Regions from separate parts of the Gossypium hirsutum genome. Here region 2 is linked to region 1. The links are chromatin contacts, called in public Hi-C maps. All regions are on one chromosome and are shown on one strand. The core of a region is the stretch at or near the end of the contact, and the rest is flanking DNA. Distances in the headings are between cores, read along the strand shown.

What was found. Hi-C and Micro-C count contacts between places; a contact is called where the count stands out from the background.
Region 2: a Hi-C map of fibers shows a contact between it and region 1, with 3 times the contacts expected there. The contact joins the enhancer-like site here to the promoter of LOC107889214 in region 1. A contact is called at or near these places in 6 of 34 Hi-C or Micro-C datasets (callus, fibers and leaf).

Annotation. Positions count from the first base shown.
Region 1 is chrD09:38,455,605-38,461,230 of Gossypium_hirsutum_v2.1, reverse strand. It overlaps LOC107889214 (transcription factor LHW), which reads left to right and starts at 2,744. Exons shown (of 10, transcript XM_016813569.2): 1 at 2,744-3,472; 2 at 4,460-4,678; 3 at 4,801-4,882; 4 at 5,233-5,274; 5 at 5,354-5,413. The coding sequence starts at 3,378.
Region 2 is chrD09:38,530,735-38,536,159 of Gossypium_hirsutum_v2.1, reverse strand. It overlaps the pseudogene LOC107899608. Among protein-coding and RNA genes, the nearest start is that of LOC107899692, 26 kb to the left of the region's middle. Within about 2 kb of position 2,354, at least 5 of the 9 cell types and tissues checked have an H3K27ac peak or open chromatin away from gene starts, as enhancers often do. A contact at or near this core is called in fibers, where this site is marked.

The sequences.
Region 1 (5,626 bases), core at 1,495-3,994:
CAATTATAATTTAATAGTAAAAAAACCATTTATAAAACAATCAAAATTTTCGCTTCCTCATAATAACATTTATAATTTAATAGTAAAAGCATTTATGAAACAATAAAATTTTTGCTTACCACATTATCTGATACACATTGTACTAAATTTCAATACCATATATATGGTATAAAATCTTGTGACAGTCTAATCAATTTTTTTATACTCGCATTCACTTCAGAGAATGCAATAGATCTAATAGGACAGATTTCTAAATGTCCCAATATATTTTTTATTTAAAGGGAACCAATATCACAAAAGTTTATCATGATAATTCAATCGGATTAAAACAAGTAATAATAATCACAATTATACCTTAATAAAAATATGTGGAAGCTCCTTAGTAATCTAAATTTTGCTTGACAAATTAATGTTGAGATCAAAATTTTCACTATCCTCAAAAAGATAAAAATAAAACAAGTTAATTGAATTGGTCATAATTAATCATGAATTAACATCAAAGTAAATCTAGAAGCAAAATATTTAAAAGAAAAACTTCCTGCAAATCCCCACATATTGTGTCATGGCCTCGGAGAATAAATCTAATCTCAATCCTTGAATGAATAAATATGATCAAATACGAATAGGGGTGTTCAAACGGTCGGTTCGGTTAATACCCGAACCGAATTACTCAAAATGTAAAAATCTTTAACCGTTAATCTAACCAAAGTTTTTTTCAAATATATTGACCGAACTGAAATATTTCAATTAATTTATATATATTTTTCTCTTTTGATTAAAATAAGTATAAAACATATAAAAAACTCATTGCTAAGGTTCACTTTCTTTCTTTTTTTAATAGTTCAAAAAACTTTAAATGAAGATGAGAACAACAAATAACATATTAGAAACACTACAGAAATCTTGGAAGTTAACAATTGTATATAATTTATATTATTTATTTCAATTAATTGATTAATTCGATTAATTACCCGATTTCGAACTGAATTAACCGATAACCAAAATTCCAAAAAATTATTAATCAACTTCCGATCGAATTAAATTTATCCACATACCGATTAACCGAATTAGATCAATTCGATTGATTAATTTGATTTTAACTGAATTATGAATACCATTAAATATGAATAGATAACTTTTTATATACTTTTTGGCACACTTATTTTGGAAATCTCGGGGTGGCCAAGTGGCAACAATGTCCTAATTCATCAAAGTGGTGGTTTGATTCCAACTAGAGACTTATTTTGTTATGTGATTTTTGAATCTCATATATGTTTGATTTTAATAGATTCTATACGCACATAAAGACTAAAATATGAAGTTAAGGCAATGGCTAGTTATTGGTGTTGGTTCCTAAGTAGACTTGTTCATGGGACAGGCTGGAAGATCTGTCCAAAATGTGAGAGGGTTTGAGCAAATATATGTTTGAAAAATGAGCTTAGATAAAAAATAGGGCCCGTTAAAAAAACGAGTTAGGCCTCGGGTAAGATATTTTTGGCCTAGGCCCGACCCAACCCAACTCAACCCAAATTCACTGAAGGAAAAAAAAGCTATTTTTTTGTTTTTTAATGTTATTTTCTTGTTGTTTTCTCCCTATTTTGCTACCATTTTACTATTTTGTTACTACTATTTTGTTGATATTATTTTGATATTGTATAAAACTTGTTTTATTGTTAATTTTGTTATTATTTTAGAGGCATTTGTTAATTCTGTTATTATTTTAGAGGCATTTGCTTGATAAGTTATATCTATCTTAGTGTTATTTAAGTATATATATTTTTTAAAATTCATTTTTAATTTGCTGGAAAATATTTATCTTAATGTTTTTAATATTTTTGATGTATTATATATATTTAAAAATTATATAAAAATAATATAAAAATTAATACGGACGGGCCAAATCGGACTCGGGTTTTAACATTTTTATTCAGGCCGGACTTGGATAAAATTATAGAAATATATTATACCATAAAAAAAGAATACAAATAAACAAAAGAATAAATTTATGAAAGTTGTTTATTATAATTTATTTTTATTTTTAAAATTTATGAAAGTTGTTTATTATAATTTATTTTTATTTTTATTTTTATAATTGAGGATGGAGTTGCTTGGAATCCAACACGATTAAAACATAATACTATTCTCACTACGTTAAAAGATTGTTGGCGTAATTTATTTATTTATTTATATTTTAAAATTAATTTTGAAATTAACTTTTCTTTTGTGAATTTCATCAAATAATTTGGTGTAAATTATTTTTTAAAATATATAATAATGTAACATATATACTTAAATATTTTTATACAGTTTTACATATGCAAAAAATAAAAAATAAAAATCTAGCGGTCACAAAATGTTTAAATACATATGAGATGTCCACATCAAACATTTTGTTAGAATTAACTGAAAGTAAGTTAAACTTAAAGATTGAAATATACATTTCCAAAAATAAAGGGACTTGATATGAACAAATTAATTGAAAAGAATATCAAATTATAATAGAGGGATTAAATTTTCCAAAAGCATATAATACAGGGACCTTATATAGAATTTAACCATATACGAATGATAATATCAGTTTTACGCTCATGGCTCACCTGCAAATTACGAAAGCAAAGAAAGAGAGAAACTTTCTTTTGGTTTTTCCAAAAAAATAAAAATAAAAATAAAGGAAAAGAAAAGAAAATGATTTTAATAATATTATCCAAAAGGTCAGAAGCCGACAAAACTATCCTTCCATCAGGCATCAGTGGCATACCCTGTAAATTTGCCTTAACTCTCTGCTTATGTCTAAAAATCAACCCCTCTGTGGCGCACTTTAGAAGAAGAGAAGAGAAAATACAAGAAAGTGAAAAACCCACAAAACTGAGGAAAGAAAAGCTCTTTCAAGTTTCAACTAAAAATAGTGGAAGGAACCCCAAAATCTCTCTCAACTTCTATTTTTCTGTCTATCATTTGTGCGTGTTGTCTTTTTTTCCTTGTTTTTGGGAGTGAAAAAAAAATGGAGCAAATTTTGGCTATCTTCAAGCTTGAAGCTTGTGGCATCATCTAGGAGAAAAAAAAGTTTTCTTCTTTTGTTCAACTCCGTTTAGTAGTTTTTGTTAAAAGATAATAGTAGGGTTGATGGGGAGAGGTTGCAGGAGGATGATAGCAGGAAATTTGGATCCAGAAAGAAAAAGAAGTGGTGGGTTGAGAACGAAGCAGGCTGGTAGAGGCTCTTGTAGAGGAAGTTAGCTTTAGTTGCTACCCCCCCCTGTTTCTTATAAATGTGGAATATTACAAAGACTGCATTTTGAGTCGTTTTTTGTTGGTTGCTTTGCCTCAATATTATATATCTTTTGGTCTTTGAGAAGAAGGGAAAAAAAAGGAGAAGAGCTATGGGTGGTTTGTTGAAAGAAGCTTTGAAGTCACTTTGTGGGGTGAGTCAATGGTCTTATGCTGTGTTTTGGAAGATCGGCTGCCAGAATACTAGGTAAACTTCTATTCTTTTATTTTTATCCGCTTCATTTATTTGCTTTTTCTTTTTCTTTTTCTTGGGGTTGTTTGCTTGTGGAGAAAAATGAAGGGAAAATAAGAGAAACTTTAGTTTTTTTTCTATGGTGCTGTGCATGATTTTGCTTTGGTTTGGTTGCTCAAGTGAACTAAAGTTTTACTCCATTTGACTTGTATCTTCATTTGGTTTAGCTAATATAGTAGAAACAAAATACCTTCTTTTCCTCTATTTTTGGGGGTTAGATTCCATTTTTAGAATATCTAGCAATTTAAACTGATTTATAGATTCCCCCCTCCCCCCACATGATGGGGGTTAAAAAAGCGAACTTTTTAATAATTTTCTTGGAAACCAAACAGCGGAGGAGATCCACATAGCTGAAAGTGTTTTTCTTGTGTAGTACTGTTTATGGACTCTTGAGGAGCTAAACTTGTTTTAAGACATGTTAAAGTTTGATTTGGTTACTGTTATCTTGTACTTTTTTTTTTTTGATTTATAATCTGATTCTGCTTTTTCTTTTTTCTTTTCTATTTTTGGCACTTTGTGTTTTGGTTTATTCTGTTTTGTCTCAAAGAATCTTAGTGAAAAGTAGATATGTAGTTTAAGCTTGACAAGAAACCTTCTTTGTATTGGACCAATTCACTTCTGAAATCAATTGATTTAGAATTTTGTTTTCCTTTGTTTGATTGAGTAGAATCTGCTATTAGTTGCTTTTGTCATGGTCTGTTTGGCCTCTGGGGAAAATGTAGAGAGATGAAACAATATTAGAAACTTGGACAATGCACCTTTTTGTTACTTTATTTTTGAACTTATTGCTCCCAGTAGGATGATATTCTTGCAGTTAAATGCAACATATATGTTTATTTTCATTTGTTTTCTAAGCTTTTGGCATCATTATTATTGCCTTCATAAAGAAGAAAAAGGTTTTGCCTTCCTGGGCCATAAGTGTGCATATTTTGCACTTTGCAGGTTACTGATTTGGGAGGAATATTTCTATCAACCTGCACCGACTTCAGTCTCTCCATCCATTGTTGGAATTCGGAACCCTGAGTTGTCATTTGGAGAGCGGGAGGGATGCTGGGGTTCAGAAACTTCCTCTCAACTTGGGAGTCAAACATGGGATGACAAAGTCCATTTGCTGATAAACAAAATGATGATAAATAATCGTATTAATATAGTAGGTCAAGGGTAAGTTTTTCTCTACTTTCCAGTTTTCCACTTACAGCTTAATGTTATACTTTTAAGTTCTTTTCCTTATTTACCCCCCAAAAATAAATAAATATTGAGAAACTACTTACTTTGTTTTTCAGGTTAGTTGGCCGAGCTGCATTTACCGGTAATCATCAGTGGATTCTTGCAAATAATTATGTTACAGATGCTCACCCCCCAGAGGTATATTACTAATTGTAGCTTCTGATAATGACTATAACAGATAGTTCCATCCTATTAAGAAGAAATGGTGATTGTACCGTACATGATCAGTGCATGATTCTACATGTACTAGTTTTAAAGAATATCCAGGTTTCCATGCATCACATGTTAAAAGCAACAAACTTTTTTTCTTGTTTTGTGCATCAACTCTTGAGATAACGAGTTCAGATGCAAACTGAATGTGCACGGATAAAATATTTTCTCATGAACTTTGTTTTAACAGGAAGGGTTGAGATATCAGTTATTTTTTAAGCAACAAAACATAGAATGATGTAATTTATTTATTAATTTATTTTTGTGGATGCTTCTAGGTTATGAATGAGGTCCAACTCCAAGTTTCAGCTGGCATGCAGGTTTGATAATTTCTTCAATTCTAGCTCGTTATTTGGGTTTTATCCCTCTGCTTCATTATTTGATTTCTATCTATTGCAGACTGTTGCAGTCATTCCTGTTCTTCCTCATGGTGTTCTTCAGCTTGGTTCTTCCATGACTGTAAGCAGCTTTTGTTCGGTTATTCTAAGATGTTAAGGAACTATACTATATGTGTCTCTGTTCATTTTAATAGGTTTAAATGAGGTTTTTTTAGGTTCCATACTGTATGGCAGTGTCAGATCCAAGGCCCTATAAAGCGATATCATTGCTTTGCATTTTCCCTTTAAATGCAGCTGCTTTTCTCTGATTTTGCTCCTAACTGTGCATGCATGA
Region 2 (5,425 bases), core at 1,105-3,604, 75 kb before region 1:
GTGAGCCCTGTTTGTTTGGCAAGTATATGTTTGTCTGAATCTTTAGGATACCTGGAAACAGAAAAAGTTGAAAAGGGATTTGAGCTAAAGGTAATGTATACATGATGATGATGATGATGGTGTAAGAGGGGTAGCACATACGGATGAAGGAAGTGCTCGAAAAGCCAAGCACGAAGAACGGAAACAGCACGTTCAGGTAATCCTCTTTGGGGTCTCCAAGCATTGTGTTGGATCATCCCCAACTGCTGCAACGCTCGCTGTTGTCGGAGCTGATGGTCAACGTACCTTAGTCTCGAACCGTCCACTTTTGCACCTAAGCAATCCTCTTCTCCTAAACTCTTGCTTGTGGCTTTGATTTGTCCTGATATTGCATCTTTCAGACACCTGAATTGCTTCGATATTGTCTTCAAAGCAAGGGCTGTGTAGGATTTTGCTGCGCCCAATCCCGCTGCCTGCTCGAACGAAGATACTACTATGTGCATTTGATGATGGTACTGTCTGTATCTTTGCTCCACCTTCATGTTCGCCGAAATGGAAAATCAGTACAAAATTACATGAAAAAAAAACTTATTTCCATAATTATAATTAAAGATCAACAATGCAAAAAATAAGTACATACACATTAATATTCCAAACATCAGTGGAATAGTTTAGCGAAGTTGAACATTTTGGATAGCTTGATGTGTAAATAATTTTATAAACCATCATTGAAAATAAATTCAAGTGAATTCAATTTTCAAAATTTATGATGTAATGTAAGTGTGTATCAAATACAAATCATATAGTATTAAACAATATCTTATCAGGTACAACAAGATTCAATTAATTAGTTTTTTTTATTTCCCACAAATTTAATTGAATGTATAAATTAAAATATATTATATTTATTTTTTAAAAATTGATTATAGAATTTAAAAACCTTTTAAAAACGTGAAATGTTAAATTTTCTCTAAAAAAAATTATAGCTTGTATTAAGATCAATTAAAATATATTTTAATAATTTAAAAATTATTATAAAAATTATAATGTTTTAGGAATATTATGATCAATTTTTTTAAAAAATAATTAGTATCTGATTTATTATAAATAGATGTCTCACTCCTTAGTGAACATCAAATAAAAAAATATTATCTGTAAAAAAAAGTTAATTGTGTTTTTTTTTTTTGAATTCAGTAGATTTTTTTAAAAAATTCAACAGTATTTTTACCAATTTTTAAAGTAAATAATTTATTAATACAATAAAATTTAAATATGATTTAAAGTAAATAATTGTATTAAACAATATTTATATATTGTTTTATTTTTTTCACTAAACAGTGTTTTTAATTTAACAATGTAATTTAATATTATATTTTGAAAACAAAGGGTTTGAATTAAATATTTAAAGACAACAATTTAATAATAATATAAAATTAAATTAAAAAAATTCAGTAGATTTAGAAAAGATAAACAGTATTTTTTACAATTTTTGAAAAATATTAATTAAAGGTTTAAAATATGTTATTAATTTGTATGTGTGTTTTAATATTTTATTTGACAAAGTTTATTAATATATATTAAAACTGTTGTTAAACATAGGAATATTTTAGTAGTGTTTTAAAAAAAAATTTAAAACCATTATTTGAAGAATTATAATTACTTGTGTAAAACCTATTCAATAAAAAATTAACTCATTGTATAAATAAAAGACTGTTTATAAATTTGTAATAATAATTTTTAAAAAATTTGTATACCATTTATAAAAAATTTAACTTTTTAAAAACGATAAATAACCTCAGGGTTTTAATTTTCATATAGATTTTGTATTTAATTATGTTGTAAAAAAGTTACTTATCTGTTCCGTGAAAATTATTTTGAAACAGTGATATTAATATAATTTTATTTTAAATTTGGAAAATTCTGATGCTACCAAATGTTAAAAATTTGTATTGTGAAGACAAATTGTTTAAAAGCTTGAAATATATATATATATATGGGTATTAGGGTTTAGGTAAAAGTGTTGTAGAAGGAGAACTTGTTCTGTGCATGAACTGGGAGATGAATGATAATCTTCACTAATAGCAGTAAATTTGGCTTTCAAATATAGGATGGAAATTAAAACGAACCTCATCAAGCATACTGACAAGTTTAGCTTTCTTCATCTGCAGCTCCTGTCTTTGAGCTGTGGTGAGCTCAGCTCCACGTTTAGCCCCATTTTCACCAGCGCTTGAACCCTCTCCAGCCACCGATTCTTTGTTCACCTTTATCTTCTCCTCCTTGGTCCCCTCAGACACGTCCGTCTTTATCCCTTTCCCCACATTAACGACTTCATCAAGAAGCTCTTGTGCAGCTCTCAAGTACTTTGATCCCAAAACCACACTCTGAGCCCCATAAATCCCATTCGAAACAACGGAAACCGACGACGGCGAGTTCCCTGATATCCTCACATCTTCACCCAGTGACATAGTAGGAACTTGAGGTTGTCCTTGTATGTCTGTTTCAACATTATTGCTTGACCTATAACCCACTTGTTGGGATGATAGACTCAGGGACAAACCTTGCCTTGGGGACACCACCGGCCGTTGAAACCCCGACTGCGATGCAACATCATGGGACCCACCAGAGTTATCTCCTGTAGCTGCTGCCGACACAACCTGCGGATGGCTACTTCCTGGGGAATTCTGATGATCAACACTTGAACCCCATAAGTTAGAGTGGAAACCGGGGACTACACCTTGAAGGGGGATGGACGGTGGGGATCGTCGGAATTGAGCGGTTTGATGGAGGTGGATGGTGTTGGGAGAGGGAGACCAAGGAAACGCTGATGATGGTTAGGCGGTGGTGCTTGGGGTAAGCTTGTGGGGTTTAAGAAGAACATGTTAGTGGCAGCCGATGGTTGTTGGTGTGTGTCAGCGTAGGGAACGTAGTTGGGGTTCATGAGATAAAGCGTTTGCAACCCATCAGCTGAAGCAGCCTGGAAATCTGAGCTTCCATGAAAGTACGTCGCCATCTCAAACTAAGGTATTGAGATGATAGATTTGATCTTAAAAGTCGTACAAAAACGAAAAAGAAAAATCAAAGGAAAAAAAGATGAGATAAAGAATAAAAATGAAAAGGGAAAAGAATTGAGGAGGGGGAAAGGAAAGCCGTCAAAGGATGTTGCAGAGACAGGCAAAGTACCATATTCCAATCCAATTATGGCTAAAAACACACGAGAGGAGATGCATATCTGTGAGAGTCAGCACACGTTCTGTCTAAATGCCTATCATGGAAGCAAAAAAAAAAAAAAACTATATGTCTTTTTAGGCTTTTAGGTGTATGACTGTATATAGTTTTGCAGATCTTGTCAGACTCAAATTTCTTTGCTATTTTTCTTCCCTTTCAGTTCATAAATATATGATGATAATTGATAATACATAAAAGAAAGAGAAAGAGATGCAAAGCAAAAAAACAACAGAAAATGATACCCACTTTTTCTTTTCCTTTCTTTTTCTCTTTTTTGGTTATTTCCCCTTCAAAAATATAGCTTTGTGCTGGTTTGTGATTGGAGGGAATTTTAATTAAATAAATTTCACTTTTTAATATTTTGTGGTCCCTTTCTTTTCATTATCTTATCGCTCTAATGGTGTTAGGTAACAACAATAGATCATTTTGAAAGTGAAAAAAATAACAGTGGAGAATGCCGCTGGAAAACGAGGAAATGTCCATATTTCTAAAGAAAGGGTTTCTTAATGTACAAATCAATACTGAGGGCGTAAATGAGACACTAATGTTGTACGATACTGGAGTTCAATTCCGTAATCATTGAGTTCGAGACGAATTTCAGTCTAGTGATAATTTGTTTGAATGATTCTCGAATTTTATATTTTTACATTATTAATCTTAAACTTAATTATTGAGTCGAGCTCGAATACGAGCTTAAAAATAAATGTTCACTTGAGCTCGAATAAAGTATCGAGTTTAAAATTTCAAGTCGAGCTCGAACTTGACAATATTCAGATTCGATTCAATTTGATTTGTTAAAGGTATGGTGACACCATGGGCTAATGCTTGCCTTTTTTTAAAGATCTATCTATATATCTCTTTGTCTTGCATTTGCTTAGTTTTTCTTCTTTATTTTACAAAAGGATAGAAAAGGTAGAAGATAAACAGCACTTTGAAAAATTTACACAATTTCATGATCATCTTTGTGTATTTGTTAAGTACTAGACCCCCCCCCCTTTTCTTTTCTTTTTTTGTTTCAACAAGTTCATAATGTCCCAAGGTGGTTTTATATATTTAAATTCTATAATTTAATAAATAAATAAATGAGACACATGATTTCTTAATTTAGTTAAAAATTCCATTGGAAATATATAAAATAATAATCTTAATTAAATTATTTTGATAATTTAAATATTATAATAAATGAATTCCTAATTATTATTAAAACAATTGTGCAGTAGTAAAAAATTAATATTATGTGCTCTTCAATTTTCAAATTTCTTCTTCTTTTCATAATGACTAATAAATTCATCGTAATAGTTTGTAAATAACATATAATTAATATAAATATTATTTATACATGAAACAAAAACTTACTTATTATATAAATAAATAAAATTTTATATTTAAAATTAAATTAATATGCTTTTTTAGGTAATGAAAAATATAGTTTGAAGATAAATTCATTATTTTTATTTTTTTATTGTGATGTTAAAAATTGGAGGAGAAGAAGATTTATAAATTAAGCATAGTTATAGTCAAGAAAAGTCCAGTCAAAGCTTTGACTTGGATTTCAATCAATAGGTGGCCCAACAACACCACACTGCTCATTTCTCCAATAATTATATAAGAAGAACTGCCTTTTTACTAAGAAAAGACCGCTACCAAAATTATTTTCATTTTGCATCATCACTTTCCTCACCTTTAAGTTGATATTTTATAATTTTTTTTATAATTTTACAAATAAAATCTTTTTTTTTCTGAAATTGAACTGTAAATGAAGAATGATTTTCATATAATTTGTAAATAGTAATTATTTACTCTGTTATAATTACAACTTATTTGATTCTACAGATTAAACTTATCCATTTATTAATGGAGAAATTAATTTGATCCAGTCCTTCTATTACCTGGGAGGGAGGTGCTTCATCATTTAGAAATAGATAAAAGGGAACAACTTAAGGACCATTTGAAACATGTTTTATAGCATAGAATTTAATTGGTTAAACAAATTATCTCAACTAATTAACACAGTTCCAAATATGTATTCTATACAATATTTTAACATTAAGAATTAATTTAAACAATAAAATTTTATTTATGAAATTTAAAATTTTGGTTTCTTATGGATAAAACAGAGTAAAGTTTTTATACATTTGGAATTTAATCACTTAATTTTTCAAATTTAAAATATGCAAGTCCAATTATTAACACCATTAAATTTATTCTATTAGATTTGGGT